Regions from separate parts of the Mus musculus genome. Here regions 1 and 3 are each linked to region 2. A link is a contact called in public Hi-C and Micro-C data. All regions are on one chromosome and are shown on one strand. Each heading gives the region's core, a stretch centred on a gene start, on an enhancer-like site or on the middle of the called end of the contact. The rest is flanking DNA. Distances are from core to core; before and after follow the strand shown. Region 1 overlaps Gm40908 (a long non-coding RNA gene). Region 2 holds the start of Slc22a23 (solute carrier family 22, member 23). Region 3 has its middle 42 kb from the start of Gm40908.

What was found. A called contact is a pair of places that touch in the nucleus more often than the background predicts.
Region 1: a Hi-C map of liver shows a contact between it and region 2, with 5 times the contacts expected there. The contact joins the enhancer-like site here to the promoter of Slc22a23 in region 2. A contact is called at or near these places in 7 of 39 promoter capture datasets (the 3T3-L1 cell line, 3T3-L1-derived adipocytes, hippocampal neurons and 2 more), 13 of 484 Hi-C or Micro-C datasets (the C2C12 cell line, the HL-1 cell line, cerebral cortex and 5 more), 8 of 115 datasets of contacts at active chromatin or transcription factors (embryonic stem cells, hepatocytes, kidney and 4 more) and 1 of 9 other capture datasets (adipose tissue).
Region 3: a contact with region 2 is called in a Micro-C map of trophoblast stem cells, with 4 times the contacts expected there. The contact joins the enhancer-like site here to the promoter of Slc22a23 in region 2. A contact is called at or near these places in 5 of 39 promoter capture datasets (the 3T3-L1 cell line, hippocampal neurons, liver and 1 more), 4 of 484 Hi-C or Micro-C datasets (the C2C12 cell line, epidermal suprabasal cells, liver and 1 more), 3 of 115 datasets of contacts at active chromatin or transcription factors (embryonic stem cells and neural progenitor cells) and 1 of 9 other capture datasets (adipose tissue).

The regions. Positions count from the first base shown.
Region 1 is chr13:34,462,638-34,466,294 of GRCm38.p6, forward strand. The region is part of intron 2 of Gm40908 (a long non-coding RNA gene); the gene reads right to left. Among named protein-coding and RNA genes, the nearest start is that of Gm40908, 18 kb to the right of the region's middle. Within about 2 kb of position 1,749, at least 40 of the 459 cell types and tissues checked have an H3K27ac peak or open chromatin away from gene starts, as enhancers often do. A contact at or near this core is called in the C2C12 cell line, hepatocytes, kidney and 4 more, where this site is marked.
Region 2 is chr13:34,343,482-34,347,006 of GRCm38.p6, forward strand. It overlaps Slc22a23 (solute carrier family 22, member 23), which reads right to left and starts at 1,737. Exons shown (of 10, transcript NM_001382849.1): 1 at 678-1,737. The coding sequence starts at 1,316.
Region 3 is chr13:34,438,629-34,442,081 of GRCm38.p6, forward strand. No RefSeq gene overlaps it. Among named protein-coding and RNA genes, the nearest start is that of Gm40908, 42 kb to the right of the region's middle. Within about 2 kb of position 1,738, at least 11 of the 459 cell types and tissues checked have an H3K27ac peak or open chromatin away from gene starts, as enhancers often do. A contact at or near this core is called in trophoblast stem cells, where this site is marked.

The DNA of each region.
Region 1 (3,657 bases), core at 499-2,998, 120 kb after region 2:
ACTTTTCCATTTCCAGATGAGGAAAACACAGAAAGATGCAGGCATGCTTGTCTGCCATGAAATTCTGGCATTTTTCTATCTGTCCTGGCTGAGGACCAACAGTGTCAGAGACACTGTGTCCTGCCCAAGCCACAGGTGGCTCAGGTTGCTCTGCAGCTCTACTCACAGTCCCCAAGGGGTCATTGCCCTTTGATCTCTATCACATGGCTTACCTTGACCCATCTCAAGTCTGCAGCATTGGTGTTTGTCCAATACTCTGTGTTGACCATTCCCTGGGGACTTTGGCCTGCCCTGGCTAGCCCTCCATCCACAAATGCTAGTAATCAGGAAGTCAGCACAGTGTAGAGTGGGAGGTACCCGACCCTCCAAGCTCAGTTTTTGTTCTAGTTGCCAGACTATGTCAGTATGTTTCCCCAGCCATTAGTGTGCATGAGAATCCCCTGCAGGACTTGCTGGAGTTTCTGACCTGCTAGGTCTGAATTTGGACAGTTTCCAAGTGGTGACTCTATTGCAGCTGCTCTGTTTTAAATAACTGCATAAGCAGCCAGCCTGGCAGGGAGGCCCCCACTGTCTGTGACCAAGAGTTGAAGCTGGTCACCCCAGAATTCAGAACACAAAGATCCGTTCTGGGCCACAGAAAGTCTACCAGCTGCCTGAAAAAGACTGCCACTCACAGAGTAATGCCTTCTGGAAGAATTTGCTTGTTCTCAAGGTAGAGCCCTCCTCCCTGTGTCTAGATAAAGCAGAGATAGCAGGAGCTTTGGAAGCAGTCCTTGTCACAACCCTGCATTCATGATGTGATGTTTTTGTAACCTCCTTGACCACAGAACAGACCACTCATGAGGTTGCTGGGAGCTTCAGTCACATGCATCCAACCTCCCTAATAGCCTGGGTGGAGAACAATTGCAGAAGGTTTAAGGAGCATCAGCAACAAGGCCTTGGGTGTCTTTCTTTCGATCCCTGCCCTCTGGCCATGAAAGCAAAGAGGATTTTCTGGCAGACAGGAGAGAGAGAGAGAGGGAGAGAGAGAGAGAGAGAGAGAGAGAGAGAGAGAGAGAGAGAGAGAGAGAGAGAGCAAATTACAAAGACACGAGTTTTCTCTATGTTTCTCTCTGCTCTAAAAGGTTCCATCAAAACCCTTGACAGCTACTTGGGAGCAGGACACAGGACACAGGGCAGCCATACTCCCCAGCTTGCTGGGAGATGATTGGGAACATGAGACAGATGGGGTTTTAGATAACTGTTCCAACTGCAGACATTTCATTATTTCTTTGTGTTGGGAGCACTCAAAATCCTGTGAGACAGTCCAGCAGGTAAAGGTGTCTGCCTGGAGCCCGAGGACTTGAGGTGGATCACCAGGACCCACAGGGAGGAAGGAGAGAACTGACTCCTACACTTTACCCTCTGACCTCCACACATACACTAGAGCTTCCCATCTCTATCACATTCACAAAATGCACAGTAAAAAATGTCAGTGGACAAGTGATTAAAGTCATCTCTATCTCTCCTTGTCTCTCCATCTTTCCCCCTCTGTCTGTCTCTGTCTGTCTCTCTGTCTCTCTGTCTCTGTCTGTCTCTCTGTCTCTTTGTCCCTGTCTCTGTCTCTGTCTCTCTCTCTCTTTCTCTCTCTCTCTCTCTCTCTCTCCACCCTTGGTTGGAACTCTGATCATCAGTCTTAGCCATGAACCTCCCTTACACATTCAGTCACATCTCTGGCTGCCGGTTGTTTTGAAATACTCAAGTTAATTATTGTCAACCACTGTTGCAACTGAGTTCTAGTGGGCTGGACCTTACCCTCCACTCAGGTGATCTCCTTGTGTCTATGCTCTTTCCTTCCTTCCAATACCCTTACCAAGTCTTACGCACCGCTGTCCCATTCTATTTTCTTGATGTTCATCTGTCAGATTCCACATGTAGCTGGGAACATTCTTGTCTTTATGTGCCTGACTTATTTCACAGAATCATTTCGTTTTTAACAAATGGACACCAGGGCTGGGTTTTGGAAGGCCCTTCTCTGAGGACAGTTTGTCCACTACATCAGTGGGCATGTTGCCTCTGAGAAAGCACTACTGACCAGGAACCCATGCCCAAGGCAGCAGTCCTATTCAATACATACAAATCCCCCAACTATGTTAGATGTCTTGCCCCAAGAGATGTCATTGTGTCACTTTTGAAGACCAAATGATGTTTAATACATGGCAACTGGAGCTCTAGGGCAGCTCCAAAAGTCAGAAGGGGGTCTCAAGCCCTTGATAGCATGGAAGGAGATCTTTGCTTTGAAAAATGAGAGCTGGCCCCATAGAGTAGTCTCAACTTTTCATTAGCACAGAGGGGAAGCTCTTCAATGTCCTTCTAGAAGGACCGCCTTCCCCACTTCCTTTTGCTTCTCTTTGCATCCTAAATAGAGCCTTTTGATAAGCTGTAAATAAGAAAATTGGATATTGAGGTTTCTCTATGCGAATATCTGAGCATTTTATTTTTTTAAAATGTAGATGTGTCTGAAATTAATGGCGTAAATATCATGAGCAACATTTATTTATGTATTTATGTATTTATGTATTTATTTATTTATTGGCAAGTGTAATTCTAGGCATGTGATGTATAAATAAAAAGAATGTTGAGCCTCCCTCCTCAGCCAAGAGTTAGGCAGACAAGAAACAGGAACAAGAAGTACTGGGACAAATGAAACAGGTAGCACAAGGTATGGGGTTTGGAAAGGCTGTGGTGTGCGTGTGTGTGTGTGTTTGTGTGTGTGTGTTTGTGTGTGTGTATTTGTGTGTGTGTGCATACATGTGTATGCTCATGCCTCTGTGTGTGTGTGTGTGTGTGTGTGTGTGTGTGTGTGTGTGTATGTGTATCTGTCTGTCTGGGACAGGCTGTTGCTGAATATCCCCGAGTCTCAGGTCTTTCTGGAGAAGAATTGCTGGTGAGTCTTTGTAAGTCAGAGATAAGGGTTAGGTGCCAGAACATAGAGCAGAAATGTTCCTGTGGTTTTGGCGAACACGAGAAGAGGGCGAAGGCTAAAGGTGGAATTACAGGCCAAAAATGTAAATTAAAACCAACTGACACCTGGTAGTCTGAATTTCTTTCCCTCTGTCTCTCTTGGAGCCTGGAGCTGTATAACGGCAGTGACTGTCTTCCTAGAACCTTATCCTGTGCTGGAGAGGGAAGACATGGTGGCCAATGTTTGTGTGTGTGTGTGTGTGTGTGTGTGTGTGTGTGTGTGTGTGTGTGTGTGTGTGTAGGGGAAGGATATCTTTGTACATTCAGTGTGGATTTCTTGTGGTTCTGGGGCTAGGACCCAGAGCCCTGTGACTGCTAGCCAAGAACCCTACCACTAGGTTAAACCTCAACCTGATCTGATGTTGACATACACAGTCACCAGCTCTCTGGCCCCACCCCTGCTGAGTGGGAAGTTAGCCATGAGGAGTGTTGTGAGGGGTGCATGTTCTCTGGCTGTCCAGAGAACACAGCTGCTTTCTCCTGAATTATCCACAGCTCACAGAGGCACACATGTCAACACCATTAACAGCAATGTGGAAGGTGACTTTACATGTGATATAGAGCCCACAGGGGCCATGGAAAGCAGGAGCTGTTCTGTCAAATTCCAATTACCATGATCATTAATGTCACCACAGGTGACAAACAGGGTCATGT
Region 2 (3,525 bases), core at 487-2,986:
TTGGGGTGGGGGTGGGTTGGCCAGGGAACTTTTTAAAGGGCTCTGCTTCTTTGTCTATAACTTGGATTCAATTGGCTTTAATCTGTTCAAGGCACGTGTGGGGAGGCTGACATCTGCTAGAAAGAATATCTGAGAGTAGAACACTATTTCTCTTGGATAGTTAGTTCTTAGTGGGAGACACAGGGACAGGCAGCCTGCAGAAAGAACATGGCTATGTCCTGGCTCCAAGGAGAAGCCCTAGAAGAGGGATTGAGTCTTCCAGGGCCCCTGCTGAGCCATCAGTGAGTCTGACACCTTAGCTAGATAGAGGAGAGGATTTGAACCTTTCGGGGGAGGGGAGCCCTTTCCATATGTGCACTGGGACAGGAGTTTGTGTGGATATTAGAAAAGGCTAAGTCGGTCTCTTTGAAGCGGATGCAGCGTCACGGGCACCGCAGAGGGCGGCAAAAAAGCCTTGGCTTCACATCCAAGTAAGAGCATCTCCTTTGAGGGACAGCCGGGAGCCCAGTCAATGCGGGGTTGTGCGTACACAGGCTAACATTTTGGGTTCCTCAACTGGGTAGGTTTGGACCTAAGTCTGCAGAGAATGAGAGATGGAGCACAGAGCAGAGGCGACCGAGGTCAGAAGAAAAAGGTTCACAAGAAGAACGCGGGGACGCGGCGGTCGTGGCCCTTACCTTGCTGACCACGTTTTGGATGAGACCAGTGCGGATGCCGTAGTCCCACGCGTGGCAGTCGCAATTTGAGTCGTTGTTCCCCTTGCCTGGAGGGGATGGGAGGGGTGGTGTGTCGCTGCTGTTGCTTCGGTTGCTCGTGGTCCCCCAGGAGGCAGTGGAGAAGGGGGTGGCCGAGGGGCTGGTCCAATTGCCCATGTCACCCCATCGGCCGGTGACAGTGGCACCCGCCAGCTCGGTGCCTTTGCCGGCCCCGCGGCACCAGAAATCGGGCTGGTCCAGAAGGAAGGAGTCCGAGAACTGGCTGAAGCCAATGAACAGTGCCGGGATCCAGGTGAGCACCACCAGGGTCTTCTGGTAGCCGCCGCCCAGGCCCCCGAGGAAGGGCAGCACGGAGCCATCGTAGTCCAGCAACAGGAGGCTCGGGGCGGCTGTCGCCGCGCAGCAGCTCGAGTGCGGGCCGCCGCTGGGGTGCAGCGCAGGCAGTGGCTGGATCTCCGCGCTGCTGCCGGAGCCCGCGCGCCCTCCGAGGGGCGCCGAGGCCGCCGCGTCCCCGGGCGGCAGGGAGCCGTTCTCCTCCGCCGGGGCCGGCTGCCGCCCGGCACCACTACCCGCCGCCTCACGCCGCCGGTCTATCGCCATGGCCAGGGCCCGCGGCTCCCGCAGAGGCGCATAGAGCGCGGCGGAGCTCGGCGGGCGCCCGGGCACAGCGCCGCCGCCGAGGAGGAGGGCCCGCGGCCGGAGAGAGTGCTCCGGGCCCGGCGAGTCAGGCCACCCCCATGTCACCCGCGCACCCCCGTGCCCTGGGCGCCGGGCAGAAACCGTTCGAGTCCTCAGCCGCCGCGGCTCATCCGCGCCGCGGCCCGGGCGCCCGCCTAGCTACGAGGCTCTCCGCTGATGCGCGCCGGCCGGGGAGGAGGAGGAGCCGGACCCGCGCCCTTGTCGCGACTCGGGGCCCTGCGGGCACCGGTGCGCGTTGTGCTGGGGCCGCCGGCGGCCGCGGGTTGGGAGATCCTCCACGGACTTCGGGCGCTCCCGGAAGCCGCAAGCTCGCAGCCAGCCTGCGGAGCCGGCCGCGCTCTCGGCTCACCGAGCCGGCCTCCGCCTCCCGCCCCGGCCCGCCCCCTCTCCCCCCGCCGAGGTGGAGGTAACCGCGGCACCTGCTGCGCCGCTCCTGCGCACGAGCGCCCCCTCCAGCCGGGCCGTGTCGCCACCGCCCGGACAGACGCAGGGGCGGGGAGAGGGACACCCGGGCCGCTGCAAGATCCCTGGTGGTCTCTGGGCGCGGGGGACGGGGGTCACCAAGGAGTCTGCACTGGCTGGGAGTGAGAGGACAGTGTCGTCTGCCAGTCTCAAGTCCCACAGCCGCAAGGGACCTCGCCCCGGGCACACCGGCTCTCCGTGACCTCTGTTCGTTTCCGAGGTGCCTGGCGGCTGGCACCCCACTCCTGGTCTTGAGCCCAAGGGTTGCCTGTCTTCCAGAACAACCTTCTGTTCTTCTTCCAGACTCAAATAAGGCAGCTTTTTATGGTCACGGAGCTGGGGCAAGGAGGCATGTTTGCCAATTTTAGGATGACAGCCCCTTACAACGCTGGGTCACACACGACCTACTGCAGCACCCGCCCCAAATCGCCATTTCTTTCTGTGCTCCAGAATGAATGTCAAATAAACACAACTCTAGAAGGCTAGACCTTCAACAGAAGCCACACACTCGATACAAACGTGAATGAGGGCGGCCTGCCCCACCCCCTCCCCAAGGTCTCGGAATCACAATTCCTATGCTCTGCGCACAGGCGCGCACACATCTACACCTCACAGGAGATCCAAATGCTCTTGGCACTCCAGACTCCAGAGCCAGCCTTGCCCAGCTAGCACTATATAAATAACACCAGCCCTGCGGCAAACGGCCGCATTAGCATATCTTCTCCTGCGTGCCAGGCCTGACACCAGTGAGAATTATGCGGCTTTCATCTTAGCCTCACTACATTCTCGAGACATTTCATATTCTGAGAAGTTTATTAATGGAATTAATGGAAATCTTAAATGGAGCAATCTATCTCTAGTCTTATTTAGCACAGGGGAAGGAAGCTCGCGTTCTTTTCCCAAAAGCATATCCTGCGAGTACATGTATGGAATGCGTTCTTTAAGCATCTCCGTTATTTTCTCAGCTGCATGTTGTATAATTTAGTGGGAGACTTTTTTTTTTTAAGCATGCAGCTCAATGTTCCAGTCAACATGTACTTACTGCTGAAATTCTGACACGTGGAGAGAACTATTTCTGAAGACTGCCAGAGAGCTGGACTTTGGGGAACCCAACTGTGAATTTTCCTGAGTGGCTGGGAAGGGGAGATTAGATAACAATAGACGGAAGAGACACAGGCTGCAGAAGACACTAAAGGTCTGGGAAACCCAGTCTGGAAATTTAAGCACATTTAATGACATACTTGAGTGAGAATGTCATTATGAAACCCATCATGCAGTATAATGATTATAATCTAATAAAGTATTATTTTCAAAATCAGGAGTGACAGTGCAACCTGCCAATACATGTGATCTTCTCTTCCTCCTTCTCTTCCTCCCCCTCCCCTTCCCCCTCTACCCTCTTCCTCCACCTTCTTCTCCTAATTTCACTTTATTGGTTAGTTTAACTTTTCTTCCCCTCATCACTTGAAGAGCTAATCCTTGGGACGCGCTCACCCCACACCCCAACAGAACAGAGTCAGCATTCAATGAATGAATGTTAGATATTTATTACTGACTCCACCCTCTGCACACAACCTACATTTTCTTATCTGACTGAAATGTAACAAGCCAGGCTTTCTCTCATTCCCCTTCCGTGTTGGTTCTTTCA
Region 3 (3,453 bases), core at 488-2,987, 95 kb after region 2:
TGTTCAGGACCAAGGTTCGAGCTTTATTTGTGTTTTTCTCTATTCTATGCTGGCTTTTGTTTGTTTGTTTGTTTGTTTTTATTACAGGAGACATCTTCCCCTTCAGGCCCAGCACAGTAGGATTTGAAAACAATCATCCTCACGGAGTCCTTTAGGGACACCGGTGGAGCCTGTTTAACACCTGTGACAGGTAGGAGAGCCCAAGAGGGGGCACACAGTGTTTGGAGTGAGGAGGCCTGGCCAGTTGTAACAACTTCTGTGGGAGTATACCTGGTCTTTCCTTCCTTCCTTCCTTCTTTCTTTCCTTCCTTCCTTCCTTCCTTCCTTCCTTCCTTCCTTCCTTCCTTCCTTCCTCCCTCTCTTTCTTAGGTAAGATTCTACTTTTTTTCTCTTTTATTATCTTAAAAAAATGAAATCTATATCCACATGGAAAGGAATTTTAGGAGCAGAATTCTGCCAATTTTGACAGCAAAATGCTGATAGAGAGCACATTATCTGCCTGCAGTTCTCTGGTCGCTGCTCTTTGCTTCCTGTATTCAGCATCAATCCGACGCTAGCACTGATTGGGTTGTTCTGTTTCTTAAGAAGACCAGAGACAGTCACTCTAAACAGCGGAAATGGAAATGGCTCAGTGGTTACGGGTGGGTTGGCTCCATAAGCTAGGCCTGGAATTCAGAACCCCAGAACTCACACAAATGCTGGGTGGGCAGTGGCCTGCCTGCGACTCCAGTCTAAGAGGGTGGACACAAGGGAGCCTTAGGATCTCTGGAGTTATATGACTGCATCAGTGAGCTATGGGTCTGATCGAGAGACCCTGATCCAATGAATAAGATAGAAAAGTGGTAGAGTACAGTTCCAGACATCCACCTGGGGCCTCCACATGCACATGTAATATATGTAATATCACACACACACACACACACACACACACACACAAAACAAAACAAAACAGCAAAGGGTGGGAGCCAGTTCTGCCTGTGAGGACCAGTGGGAACAGCAGAGAGAAGCTTCTGGGGATGATGTGTAGACAGGTTTAAGGTTCAGTGCAGCCTGGGAGTCTTGGCAGAACTTTTTGAGTATGAACTGGTTCACTCAAATAGAAAAAGAAACTGGCTGACTACTCCTTTGTGAAATCTTCATGCTATTCCATGGCGAATATTGGCCGACAGCTTGGCAGGATCTAGAATCTCGAGGCAAGCAAACCACTGGGCATGCTATGTCTATGAAAGATTTTCTGATTCTACATCAAGCCAACTGGGGGAAAGCCTGCCCTAATTGTGACTTGGCCACTCCATGGGCTGGGATCCCTAAGTAAGAGGAGAAAGCCGAGTGCCGGGATCCATCTCTCTGCTTCCACATGGATGTGTAGCTGTCTCACATTTCCACCACAATGGCCTGGGTTCTCTTGAACCGTAAGACAAAAATAAACCCTTCCTCCCTTAAGTCACATGGGTTGTCATCTTTTAAAGCAACAGAGAACAGCAGAGAAGACTTCCGAAAACTTCAGACAAGAGGGAAGAAAAGGATGAGCCTGGGGGGATGGGAAGAGACTGCTGCCTGGGGGGGGGGGGGAGGGGGGAGCTGTGGCCAGCCCTGACATGGGAGGTACCTGCGTTTTGAGGACTCAGAGCTATGGGAGGGCATGGTGTCCAGAAAGAACAGCTCAGGGGAGGATGGCAGCTGCCTGTGCCTTAAGTTCTCATCTTGGAGGTTGTAAAGGATTGCTTCCATTGTGGTCTGGCCTCCAGTCCAGATTTATTGAGGGAAGAAACATCACTTCCTCAAGTGCTTGAGGGTGTGGGACAAAGGGCTACTGAGGATTTGGAAAGGGAGTTATTTTAAGTATGTGGCTATTGAGTGGTGGTGCGGACCCTGTGTGTGTGTGTGTGTGTGTGTGTGTGTGTGTGTGTGTGTGTGTGTCAGGGGAGGACTTGGGCATTGGAAGGACTGTTTCTGTCATAGTGGATTAAACTTAATAGCAGCTTCACCCAGGAATTAAACATTTATTCCCCATAATACATTAGTACGTTCATTTACAAATGGAAAGGGAGTCATGAGGGAATTATGTAAATTTTGAGACCACTCAGTCAGATGTGTTGTCAGGAGGCTGGGGAGTCAAAACCTCCCCTGTGGTTTGGTACAGTCTACACCCTTGAAAACTCCACCCCAGCCCCCAATGGCTCCTCGCTGGAGCAGGCACACTGTTCGAAGTCTACCTCTGGTTATGCTTGCAGAAGTCATAACTGCAAGATTCCAATTTCCTAATTTCCACGTTGGTGAAATCTGCAGCTCCTGCTGCCTGTAACAGACTCTGCTTTCTCCGATCACTGAAAACACAGTGATGTTGGATTCTCCAGCCCCTCTGTCAGTGACCTTCGCCAACTCAGCCAAGCACAAAGATTTACATGGAGAGATGCTGTCAGCCTGCGGCAGCTTCTGAAGATTCATGGAGCAGTGAGTCTGCAGGTGCCTGGCCTCACTCCCCCCAGGTAAACCAAAGTCTCCCCTAGATAGGAGCAGTGAAGGGGACCCATTGATTTTTGTCTTAACAGCAAAAACAGATACTTGGAGTGTGGTGGAATCTCCAAGCTTCAGTGAGCCTTCATGCCTGTCCCCCCACCAAATAGAATATGTTACTAGGCTCAGCTGCTGCTGTTCAGAGAAGTGGGTGGGGTGGGGGGTGGGGTGGAAGTGTGTGTGGGGAGGCATGCTTGTCCATGTGTGCACCTGCAAAACAAAGCCTAAATGTGAAAACACCCTTATTCTTAAGAGACGGACCAAGTATGTTGCTCTGTTCACACAGAGGTATTGGGAAATTTAAGGCCCCAGGGGACAATAGAGCAACTGTCCATTTTCATGGACCAGGAACAAGAGCAGGCTAGGGCATGTGTGTGGGCATGTCAGTCTCTTCTTTGTTTGTTGTTCTTGCTGCTTCATGTCACAACCCTAACATCAAGCTTACAGTATTTTTGTTGTTTCTCTGCTGCTGCCTTTAGGGTCATTTGCTATGAAGAAGGTGATCACCAGATATTTGCTGAAGGGATCAACCCTGACTTTGTTATTTAATGGAAGAAATGTGCCAAGTGTGACACAATGGGAGGCTTAGATCTTTATTGCTAGTGACATCAAGTCTCTCAGAGGCCTCTGTAGCTGGACTGCTGGAGTCGTCTCTCTACACACTGTGGTGAGATAGAGAGGCTGGCAGAGGAGAGGACCAGGAAGCCTGGGCAGAAAAGTCAGTTCAAGGTCACATGTACTTCTTGCTGTGTGCATACAGGGACTTGCCTATGTGAGGTTCACTCCAAGGCCACTCCAACATGATGAAATATAACGGAATCCTGAACAAGATCAGAGACAAAAAAACAAAAACAAACAAAAACAAAAAACTCATAGGGAATGTATTAAAAGCACCACAAAATCAATCTCTCTCTCTCTCTCTCTCTCTCTCTCTCT